2 separate regions of the Mus musculus genome follow, and region 2 is linked to region 1. A link is a contact called in public HiChIP or PLAC-seq data. All regions are on one chromosome and are shown on one strand. The core of a region is the stretch at or near the end of the contact, and the rest is flanking DNA. Distances in the headings are between cores, read along the strand shown. Region 1 holds the start of Sfmbt2 (Scm-like with four mbt domains 2). Region 2 has its middle 15 kb from the start of Gm10851.

Region 1 (5,732 bases), core at 1,742-4,241:
TCCAGAGCTCGATCCTGTTAGACATTCTGAAAAGGGGCAGGATGAGTGTACACAAGAAAGCCCCAAGTGACAGGATATTACTTCAAAGGGTGATAAAAATGAACAAAAAGGTCGTCCTTGCTAGAGCTCGCTCCGAAACTACTATTGACAATTTCAATTCCGCTGCACAAGGCAAATGTTTCCAATCCGGCGATTCCAAACGTCTGCGCGATTTTTGGGAACAGCCCCTACCCCACCCTTGCTGCTTTCCAATTCTCTCCACGCCATCACTTTCCTCTCTACAACCTCCTAGCCCCCCCCCCCCCCCAATGCACACCAAAAGAGGGAGACCCCGGCTCCGAGGAGACGCGGGAACCCGGGGTAGGTGGCAGAGGAGGCTGCGCCGCTAAAGCGAGTGCATAAACGAGGAAGGTGGGCGGCGGGGAGGGAACAGACTGCACCCGGAGGAGGACGAGGTCACTTTGCAACTCCGGACAGACTCCCGCAAGGCCTGGCTTTTCAGAGCCGGGAGTCGGGGGGAAGGGGGTGGGGAATGAGAAAAAATGACAACCCAGAGCGCAGAGAGGAGTTAGAGGCTTCGCTCAAGTGCTTCTCATTTCCTCTCCAGCCTCTGCGCTTCGGTTTTTCTCCTCCTTCCTCCCCAACCCCCCGCCTCCCCCCTCCACCCAGACTGGCTCGAGCTTCCTTCTTTAAAAAAAAAAAACTAAACTGGGAAAAAAAAAAAAAAAAAAAAAAAGACGCCTTTCGGCACACTCAACCTGCGGGCCAGAGATCTGCTCGCGGGCCGGGTTGGACGAGGGGACCGTGTCTGGGGCGGCGTCCTACCTGATTAAGTTTGTCCTGCCAGGAATGGTGGAACCTGGCCCCCGGGGGCGACCGGAGTGGGCGCGGGTCCGGCTCACCCGCCCTCTCTTGCTCGCTCGCTCTCTACCCGCCGCCTCCCTAGCGCGCCCGCTCGGGTCCTCCAGCTCCCACTACAGCCTCATTCCAATATGGCATCCTCTCTATGCGCATGCCCGGCACTCTTTTTTAAGATTTCTCTCTTTCTCTGTAGAGCGAACTCCTTCAACGACCTTTTTCCAATGCTCGCAAAATGTCTCGAGCCAATTAGCCTGCTCTTCGTGGTAGACTCCTTCTCCCGCCCACAAGGTGACACTCTCCCCCCGCCCACCGCCCCCCCCCGCCTCCCCCCGCCTCTCCCCCCTCCCCCCGCCCAGGCATAGGTAGACACCTCCCCCAGTGAGCACGGACCTCGCCACGAGGACCCCTGGGGCGGTTCCCTTCCCTCCTTTCCTTCAACTCCCTCCACAAGTGATCCGTAGAAAGTTCACACCGCAAGCGTACCCGAACACCCATTTGCCCCGACAACTGGACTCACACCCCAATTTCTCAGCTGTTGTTTGTTTTCTAGGTTTGCAATCCCCTGGTCTACCTAGAGCATAATCTCGTGCTTTACCCGTCCAAGAGTTTTTGAAGTGAGGAGAATGGGGGACCCTAAAAACAAAATCGAAGGTCCCGTCTGGTCTACCCCACCCTGTACTTTAATTGTGCTTTTATATGAAGACTCTCAAAAAAAAAAAAATCTGTTCTTGGGGGAGAGAAGAAGAGGTTTTCTTTGGGCCCGTACCACACCCAAAAATGCTGGGAGTTAAGTTTGGACTGCCGGGGATCTACCAGCTGCAATCTACAGGAATGCGAGTGACGAAGCTCGCTGGGCTTCTGGTGGGACACCTGGCCAGGACAGGTTCCCGTAGGGTGGGGTTTCCCTGGCCCATATCAAGAAAAACCAGGTCCTTCATGATCTATAGGAATGGAGCGGAAGATCCGCCCAATCTGATCTGCGGGGTCTACCCGCACTTTTTCACGGGCGTGGCGCAAGGGCTAATGAGCTTCCCGGGCCTTGGGCGCAATGGTGGTACGGAACACAAACGAAATGTCCCCTATACAGAAAAGCTGGAGATGCCCAGGTAGACAAAACTCACCGTTTATGAAGCTGGGAAGCAGTAGAGCGAATATAGAGCTGGTTCTATCGACTAGGAAACAGAAGACACAATTGCTCAAGGTCTTTGCCTTTACAACCCCGACTTCAAAAAAAAAAAAAAATCTTCCACTCCGTAGTCTTCTATTGCCCACCTATCCCTTACACCACTCTCCGAAAAAACAACTACATACTGAGATTTTTAGTCACCCTCCCTGATCCTAACATCCCAGCGAAATTCCCACACGTGGTTCCCTAGGGAGTGGTGAGGGCTAGGAACCGCCAATAGAGTGACGGGGCCAGAGGCTAACTTTGCGCGGGAGACATCACCAACTATGAGGCTTTAGGTCATCTGGAAGAATCTAGAAGGGAGAAGCGCAGAAATGGCTCTCGCCATTATTGGGCCTCAGGGGTGGGGGGTGGGAGGGAATGGTGGGCGAAAGTCAGAGATTCGGAAAGCGTGGTGGAAGTTACAAAAGACTGAGCCCTGCCAGTCTGAGAATATTTCCTTCACATTTTAGAGAATTCTTTAGCTCTAAAGCGTCTCGCCTTGCCCATACACCTCCGTTTAGTACAGAGCCATCTAAGACCCTGAAGGCCCCAGTCATTCGCTTATCAGTATTCTCTGAGGTTCACACTTTTATCACCCGCCGGAGTTTGCCACTCCCGAAGCTAGCTTCCCGGTGTCCAACTCTTAGGAACACCAATGTATTTTTTGAGCTCATCATCCTTAAGGTCGGAGACTCCTGACGGCAGAAACTTCTCAAAAATAAATTAATCCCGTCCCTGAACATTATTCATCCCATCTACACCCGCAACTGCTTCTTTTATTAACCCAAGGTGGTCTCAGGTGAAGAATCCGAGGATTCCAGAGTGTATGTCCAGGTTTAGGTCTCAAAGTCCCAACTTACCTCTTCTCACTCCTTCAACTCGCAGCTGATCCTTCAGAAAGAGGTGGGAAAGAGGCTCAAAGTCACCTTTAGAGGCTTAGACCCACAAGACCCAACCTGCGCTTCCGTCCAGGGGAGTGGTCAGGGTCCTGTCCTTCCCCCTTCCCTCCCTCCTCCCCCCAATAACCAAGCGCAAAGCACTCTTAGACCGGAATAGCTCTCAACTCACACTAGGTTGTCCAACCCAACTCTCCAAAGCCTCAGGTTGTGGTTGCGTTGGACGCCTTAGGCAGCAGAACTCCTTTGTGCGTCCTAGACCGCCCACCTAGCTCCCAGCTTCCCTACCAGGACTTCCGGGCAGCTCCCCTTTGGAAGGAAATAGAATTTTATCAGTCCACCAGCCACGAGGCTTGAGTTGTAACCTACCAACGCGGTAAGGGTTGCGGGTCTATTTCCTGGTTTAAAGTTACGATTGCCCACTGAACGTTGTTCCATCAAAATTTTTAAACACACACCTGATTATCTTACCTGATTCGACAAAGTAATTAAGCAATCTCTATATGGTTGATATTCAGACCCACATTATGTAATTCTGCCCAAGGATCTATAGCAAATGGCGCGGAGTTCCACCCACCCATTCATTCATTCATTCATTTGTGTATTTATCTATCTACCTGTCATGATTAAGAAATAAAAAACATTGCGCTGTCACTGCACGTAGTGGCCGCACTGTTTACACAAATTACTCCAATGATGTCTACAGCAAACGGTCTCCAAGTTCAATATCCTTTACTTTTAATTCACTCTTGGCACATGGCTTTTCTTATGTCCTTTGGCTTTTCTTTGTGATCGTTGCTCCTGCTGCTGTTGTTGTTTTGTTTTTTGTTTCTTTTTAACCCACCTCCCACTTTTATCCCAGGGCACCCAAAAGGCAATGAAAAGTGGCTAGCAGGTTCCCTCCGAAGTTAAAGGTACTCCTTCGTCCCGTTCCAATGCCGTCTAATTTCCACTTTCATTTCACAACCAGACCCTTTAGGGATGTGTGACTCCAAATGCGGGACCCACTCCAAATCAATAAAACAGTAACCACTGCCAAGAAATAAAGAAGTAGAGAAAGCAGAGACTGCCTTTCCAAAGACAAAATGCACTCCAACTCAGGAGAAGTCATGTTCAGTCTCACGATTAATAGTACTAAGTGATTCACTAAAAAATAATTAACACTTTCTGAAAAATCTCCCTTCAAATAAGTCTCTGATAGCACTGACTATATATGCTCTTGCATTCCTAAATTCTGGCTAAGCCATTCATTTCACCACTGTGTTAAAAAGTAATTAAATTAGTTTTGTTAACTGTAAGATATGTATATGCTCTTCCATTTCTCTAATGTCACAGAAAAAAATTAGAAAAGTTCACAGAGGAAAAGTTTCTCCTTTATATTCTGTAAATTCCTAAGAATCATGTCATGAGAACTTACAAGGTTAAAAAAAAAAACTGTGTGTTTATATTTATATTAGAGGCATGTAGTGGTTTAAATCTTGTTGCGTTATAAGTAATAAATAAGTGTTGTGTATTTGTTGAGCCGCATGTAGTCATTTTTTTTTACATGCTCATTTCCTTCAAAAGCAAGGAAGAATCCACTTTCCACAGACTCTTTGTATCTAAATATTTCTTAAAGATGCAGGTCATGGAAGCTTACATACAAGCAGGAGAGCTAACAGCCAAAACCAATATTTGACAAATGTGTGCAATCTTCTCTTTCCAAGGACCTTTACCCCAAAACTTGTTTCCTCTTAGACCACATAAGAGAACACTCTATTAGCCTTCTAACTCACCAAGTCTACATTCTCTCCTCTTCTCTCTCTCTCTCTCTCTCTCTCTCTCTCTCTCTCTCTCTCTCTCTCTCTCTCTCTCTCTCTTTCTCTCTCTCTCTCTCTCTCTCCTTTTTCAGTCCTTTGTCAACATTACAGTTCTTGGCCAAAGTACTAGGAATCAAGAGACCTTGGTCCCTGCTTTATCATTACTTATCTGTGTTACCTCTGGGAGTCCAGCGGCTTCTCTCTCTAACTGCGTTTCCCCCTGTAGTTAAAATAAACACACCGGGTTAGGGTTGGATGTTCCTAAAAGTCTTTTATGACTCCAAAGATTATCTAGTGGTCTGCTTTACCCCATAGCCACAAATTGCTTTCTGTAATATTCTGACACTATCACTACCAGTTCCACACAGTTGGGCAAAGCATAAACTCCGGGGCCACAGAAAGAGAGAAAAGAAAAATCAAGTGAACAGATCTATAGGCTCTTCTTCACCTGACTATCCTGGGAAGTTATTCTTTGGATCATATGTCTTTCTTTCTGGACTTCCCTCCTATTGTTACCATGACTGTGTAAGTTTTACCTTGCCTCTAGCATGTCCAGGGGTGAGGTGAGAGTACCAGTCATGAAGGTGATTTTTGAAAAATACCTGGAGACAGAGAGCATCCTCACATAGATAAAGAATTATTAATGCATTCATTATAGTGATGTCCACAAAATATAACCACCTCATATATTTGCATATAATCTCATATATTTGTAGAAATTTTAGAGATTCCTTACTGCTATGGCTACTTGTGTGATTTCAAGACATTTCTGAACCGGGTATGGTGGCGCACACCTTTAATCCCAGCACTCCGGAGGCAGAGACAGGCGGATTTCTGAGTTTGAGGCCAGCCTGGTTAACAGAGTGAGTTCTAGGACAGCCAGGGCTATACAGAGAAACCCTGTCTTGGGGGGGGGGGGGGGGAGACATTTCTGTTTCCTTTGACAAGAGTTTTTAAAAAAAGAAAAAGGGGGAAGGAAGGGAGGGAGGGAGGGAGGGAGGGAGGGAG
Region 2 (5,716 bases), core at 3,027-5,526, 1.2 Mb before region 1:
TGTCTAGCTGAGTCCCTGGTTCCCAAACAAATGTAACAGGCCCCCCAACAACAGCAGCAGCAACAATAACAACAACAGCAACTACAACAGCAGCAGCAACAACAGCAAGAACAACAACAACAACAGCAACAACAATATCAAGAACAGCAATGAGATCTTTAAGGAAACAAAACAAAAAACTGAAAAAACCTGACCCCCTCCAGCAGGTTGGGCACGTCCACTGAGTTGTGCCCTCATGAGCTGAAGAAAAAGGAAGAAAGAAGGACCTTCTCTCCAAACGGGACTGAGGAACACACTAAAGAGTTTCAGAAAAAGTTTGTATGCTGTACTTACACACACAAATGCCACTTTGCAAGCAAGACAACAAACATTTACCAAGTTCCCATTTTCTGGACATTTCTGAGTACTTAGTAGTCAGCCATCCATTACCAATCCTTCCTACATTTACATAAACTGTGAAGGGCTCCATTGTGAAGAGAAGAGTGAAACCCAAGCCAGGATTTCTGTACCAGCATGGCAGTCTGCAGCTGACCAAGTTCACCTTCAACCTGAGTGAACAACCCTTTCTGATTTGTGTTGGATTGCCCTCTTATCAGAAGCCGTGCATTCCATCAAACTTACATTCCCAGGCAAACTAGAAGCAGGTAGCTGCAGCCTCCATCTAGCTGACCACACATAAAGAGCAGGGTGTAGCCATGGGCAGCACCTGGAACCCTGTGGAGGGTAGAGACAGGAAGAGACTGGCTGCTAGCATTCCTCCATGTTCAGAGACAGCCCTTTCTAAAGGAATAAGGTAGAGAGTCACTCTTGCGCCCGACTCACCAGCAAGAACAACGCTGCAACAGGATCCTTCTGCACACATTTATTGGGAGAGCTTGATTGCAGAGGCGAAGAGACCCCAAGCCCAGAACTGGTGCTGCTTATATAGGCCTAGTAGAGGTGTGTCTCACACCTGGATTGGTTATGCATGGGTTATGCTTACCACCACATTTGCATGTCTCACATTTGATTGGTTAAATTGTCTCTCATCTGATTGGTTAATTCTCAAAACCTCATCTTGGCAAAAAACTTTACTGCCTATGTATGTGTGATGGCCAGCGGTAGCCAGTGCCACCCTGCAACGGCACATGTGGCTTCCCACAAGTCACAAAGCAGGACACCTGATGTCCTTCTTTGGCCTTGGCACATGTGACTGAACATACACAAATAGATAAAGGAATAACAAATCAAAAGAAGAATTTTATCAATTTGTTGTGGTTCTATAGTCCCCTTATAGTGCCTGGGCATAGCATCACATCTTTAAAAACAGATCTCCAGGAGTTCAAGAATAGCCTGGGTTCCATAGAGAGTTCTAGGCCAGTCAGAGATCCACAGTGAGACCCTGTTTCAAACAACAACAATAGCAAAATAATCCTCTTAAACACAAGTCAGTGTGCATTCTACCAAGAGTCTGGCATGCTGGTCTCGTGCCATTTCCTGTGACTTAGATTCTGTCACTGGAGAGTGCCAGAGGGAATCCATTTCTAGCTGAGATCATGTTTTTGTTAGATGCTGGTTTATATGAAACTTCTTCACTAGATCATTTAACTGAGCAAAAGGTCACATAGTTGCTACTGCTGTATAGGAAACCAACTTAGTCTCTAACCTTATAACACTCCCAAGTGCTCACTTCACAATGAATGTTCCTCAGTAGCAACACAGTGGCACAATGTTGCTATACCTCAGTGTTAGCAAACAAGTAACTTTACTGAGCAAGGAGACAGTCCTTTTTGAAGGTTCTATGGCTGTGTACTTCTTCCTGGCTTCTGTTAGAAAAACTGAATGACTAACTAGACCTTTTAAAAACCAGGCTGTAGGCTGGTGAGGCAGTTCTGTGGGTAAAGGCACTCACTGCTAAGCATGATGACCTGAGTGGGACCCCAGACACTCCCACAGTAGGAGAGAATGGACTCCAGAAAGATGTCCTCTGACCTCCATGTGTGCCTTTAGGCACATGAGTTCTGTCCCCATATTTAAATAAGAACATTTCCCAAGTTTTGGTGCTGAAGATGCAGAGGTAGAAGAAAAGTCATGAGTTCCATGCCAGCCTACACCTCTGGTGGAGTTGAGAATTAATATCATCAGAGCAGCCTTTATATAAAACACACACACACAAAATTAAAAATCATGCTGTGTGATTTGGATATGGTGGCTAATGCCTGTAATCTTAGCAATTGAGAAGATGAAGCAGGAGGGTTTCTGTAAGTTCAAAGCCTGCCTGGGCTACATAGTAAGTTCCAGGCTAGTCTGACTTTTGTTGGCAATGGTACTTATTTCTGTGTCTATGAGGCTGTGTCAGGCATCTGATAAACATAAAAGATGCTGTCCTCCAAATAATTTTAAATCTGCAATGGTTGAAATAACATCAGATATTCCTGGTGATATTTTCTTCCAAACTTGTCTCTCAGAAGTTGGAAGTCTGAGGCAGGAGGATTACTTGTATGCTCAAGGCTAGCCTAGCCACCATGACCAGAGTCTGTTTATTTTAATTAGAAAAGTAAAATTCTTAATGATAACATCTGATGACCACCAGAAGCAATGACATTTTGTAAAGGGCAATCAGTGAGGTCAAATACCAGAGCTCCTGGGGCATTATAAAGTATCTCAAATATATGGAAATTTAGAAGGAAATACCACCACAGTTATTTGATGTTCTTTTAACCATTGCCCAATGAACATATACTAGTTTTAAAACAAACAAAAAACATAGTTTTTTTTGGTATCTTTTCGTCATTGCCCAATGAGCACGTACTACTTTAAAAAACCAAAAAGTTGTTTTTTGTTTCTGGGCTTGGAGGTGCACATCTGAAATCCAGCACCAGGCTAAAGAGGCTACAGAGGCTAAAGCAGGAGGAACTTGGTTTTGAGGGCAACAGCAAGATCTACACAGCAAGATCCGTCCCTCCAAATGAAGATAATAGTAATAGCAAACTACAATGACATATATGTAAGAAAATTTTACAATGAAACCCATTATTTTGTATGTTCGCTAAAATTTAAATGAAGAAACCTCACATTTTGAAACTGGCGTTTGAGATGGAGTCTTATGTAGCCTAGACTGTCTCCTTACTCACTATAATATGACCCCGAAATTCTGATCTTCCTGCCTCCGCCTTCCAAGCGCTGTGCTTACAGTTGTGGACTACTGCCACGTTTGGCTTCCAAAAATTAATCATTAACTTATTTATTCATTTATTTATTAGGTCTCACCATCTAGCTCCGGCTTGTCAGAACTCATTATGTAACTCAGGCTGGCTTAAAACTCCTAGAAATCCACTACCTTCTGCCTCTAGAATGTTGGGATTAAAGACTTGTCTAGTTCAGAAAAGTAACCGAAGACAAAAAACAAACCAAACACTTCAGTAGATTGAATGTCAACCCTGGAACATTCTTTTCTGCCTCTGATTTCTGAGAGTGGCTATGGGGGTGGAAGCAACGAAGAAGGTAGGCTTATGTCCTGAAGTGGTTACCAGGGAAGAGGACCCGGAAGAACCCGACAACCCAACCTAGTGTAGGGGAGGAACCCTGTCTCTGAGATCCCTTATAGGAACATAGGGACGGCATCCTCTACTGTATCCGCGCCCAGAAAAGTGGTGGGTAGCACTGCGCGCAGCCTGGGCAGAGACTGCCCGCTGTCTCACCATCCTGAAGAGGTCAGCTCGGGACGCAGCAGCTGGCAACAAAGGGGCGTGGCCTAGAAGCAGGTCTGCGTAGATTGGCTGCGGCGCACGGCCGGCCCACGAGCTGGTCAGCGCTCGCTCCTCCCCTCGGGACTGTACGGCACGCTGAGTTCACGTGCCCGTCTGTGCTCCCAGTTGTCGCACGCACGTGTCTGTGCACCGCAGGCATGGGTGGAGGGCTTGCAGTCCCTGGGCTTCCCGCCTCTGCTGGCCCGCTGGGTCGCCTTCCTGGCAAAGGGAATTTTCCAAGAAGGCCTGGGAGCCGCTACGCTTTGTAAATAACTGTAGAGGAACCGAGAGGCGGGTGCGGCCGGGGTGGGCTTGCAAACCCACAAAAGAAAAACAGTTACAAGGACAGGTCTATTTTAAAAATCTATTTTTCCTTTCTCTCTCTCTCTCTCTCTCTCTCTCTCTCTCTCTCTCTCTCTCTCTCTCTCTCTCTCTCTTTTAAATTTTGAAACCTTGAACTTGGGCGATTGCCTAAGAGCACAGAGTGTTTTTAATCTTCGACAGTAGTACAATTGCTTGGCAGCAGAGTATGCCAACCCCCCTGATCACGGACGCGATGTTCTGCTGGGCATTTGTGTAAATAACTCACGGAAGCTGCTGTGAGAAGAATGCTTCCGATCTAGATGATCGCTTTGGTCCAGAAACGAGGAAGCCAAAGCTAGCTTTAGGGTAAGGCTCTGAGAACCCCTGAGGCTGCCCATTACCATCTTAGTTCATAGGACCTAGAATGCATTGCATCTGTGACTACACACAACACTTAGCTAAGAGGACAGGAAGAGTTGCTGAGCCGGTGAGAGTGGAAATGTCATGTGAGGCTTCCTTGTAAGCAGTGGGGATGCAAGATAAGGGCAGGATAGGAGAGGCTCATGATTTCGATCTGCTAGTATTTGGAAGGCTGGGTAAACAGGAGGTTGTGTTGGTCTTGCTTTTGCCTCGGGGGATATAAACTTATAGGAGCCAAATTTGAGATTCATTACTGAAAAATTATAGGGTTCTGTCCAGGAATCAGATTGAGCTAGAAGTTCACATTCACAGGAGAGAGAGATGGGTGCCTAAAACTCAGTTTTCATCTTGCGTACCCCAAGCCTTTGTGTATCCATAAAAGAATTTATCCTGATAGATAGATAGATAGATAGATAGATGATAGATAGGTAGATAGATAGATGATAGATAGGTAGATGACCTTGCAAAAAGTGATATAGTCTGCAGGGTTCTGCGTCGATTTATCATTTGGTCTGGAAGGTTCGCTCTTTAAGGTGTGTTGCTGCTCTATGTACAGGTGGAAAAGGACTGCCCAGCACTAAGGAAGGATGTCCCATCTCCACCTCACCAGGAAGTATGATCCTGACTATGGGTTTAACAAATACAACGGCATCGTGATATCAGCAGCTGTTCATTGTTTCCTACCCTGTCCCCAGCTTTCTAACCCTTCCCCTCCTCAAAGCAGATTAGATCTGCAGAGCTGTGTCTTATTTTTTTTTATTTTTTTATTTTTATTTTTATTTTTTTGGTTTTTCAAGACAGGGTTTCTCTGTATAGCCCTGGCTGTCCTGGAACTCACTTTGTAGACCAAGCTGGCCTCGAACTCAGAAATCTGCCTGCCTCCGCCTCCCGAGTGCTGGGATTAAAGGCGTGCGCCACCACTGCCCGGCTCAGAGCTGTGTCTTAAGGATGAATTTGACCTGAGTACTTATTACCTAGAAGATAACACAGAGTCTACTTCCCTGAAAAGTCAGGAGAGAGATGCTGGTCTGCATCAGCTCTGTGGTCCCTGGGTTTTGGTTTGGTATTACCCTAGGGATATCTGGGTATGATCGTATATATGTATAATCCTAGCAGGTAGTCAAGAGATCAGGAATTCAAGGCCAGTCTTAGCTTCATAGCAAGTTAGAGACCAGGCTGGGCTACGTGAGATCTTGCCTTTAAAAGATGTACACACACAAATACACAAACAGGCCTGCCCCTGCCCCTACTATCCTACAGGGTAG

The links. HiChIP or PLAC-seq counts read pairs in DNA pulled down with a chosen protein or histone mark.
Region 2: an H3K27ac HiChIP or PLAC-seq map of embryonic stem cells shows a contact between it and region 1, with 4 times the contacts expected there. The contact joins the enhancer-like site here to the promoter of Sfmbt2 in region 1. A contact is called at or near these places in 1 of 39 promoter capture datasets (hippocampal neurons), 2 of 484 Hi-C or Micro-C datasets (cortical neurons and embryonic stem cells), 8 of 115 datasets of contacts at active chromatin or transcription factors (astrocytes, embryonic forebrain, embryonic stem cells and 2 more) and 1 of 9 other capture datasets (embryonic stem cells).

Annotation. Positions count from the first base shown.
Region 1 is chr2:10,367,710-10,373,441 of GRCm38.p6, reverse strand. It overlaps Sfmbt2 (Scm-like with four mbt domains 2), which reads right to left and starts at 2,991. Exons shown (of 23, transcript NM_001198808.1): 1 at 2,890-2,991.
Region 2 is chr2:11,533,666-11,539,381 of GRCm38.p6, reverse strand. It overlaps a transcript of Pfkfb3 not described here. Among named protein-coding and RNA genes, the nearest start is that of Gm10851, 15 kb to the right of the region's middle. Within about 2 kb of position 4,276, at least 339 of the 459 cell types and tissues checked have an H3K27ac peak or open chromatin away from gene starts, as enhancers often do. A contact at or near this core is called in cortical neurons, embryonic stem cells, forebrain and 1 more, where this site is marked.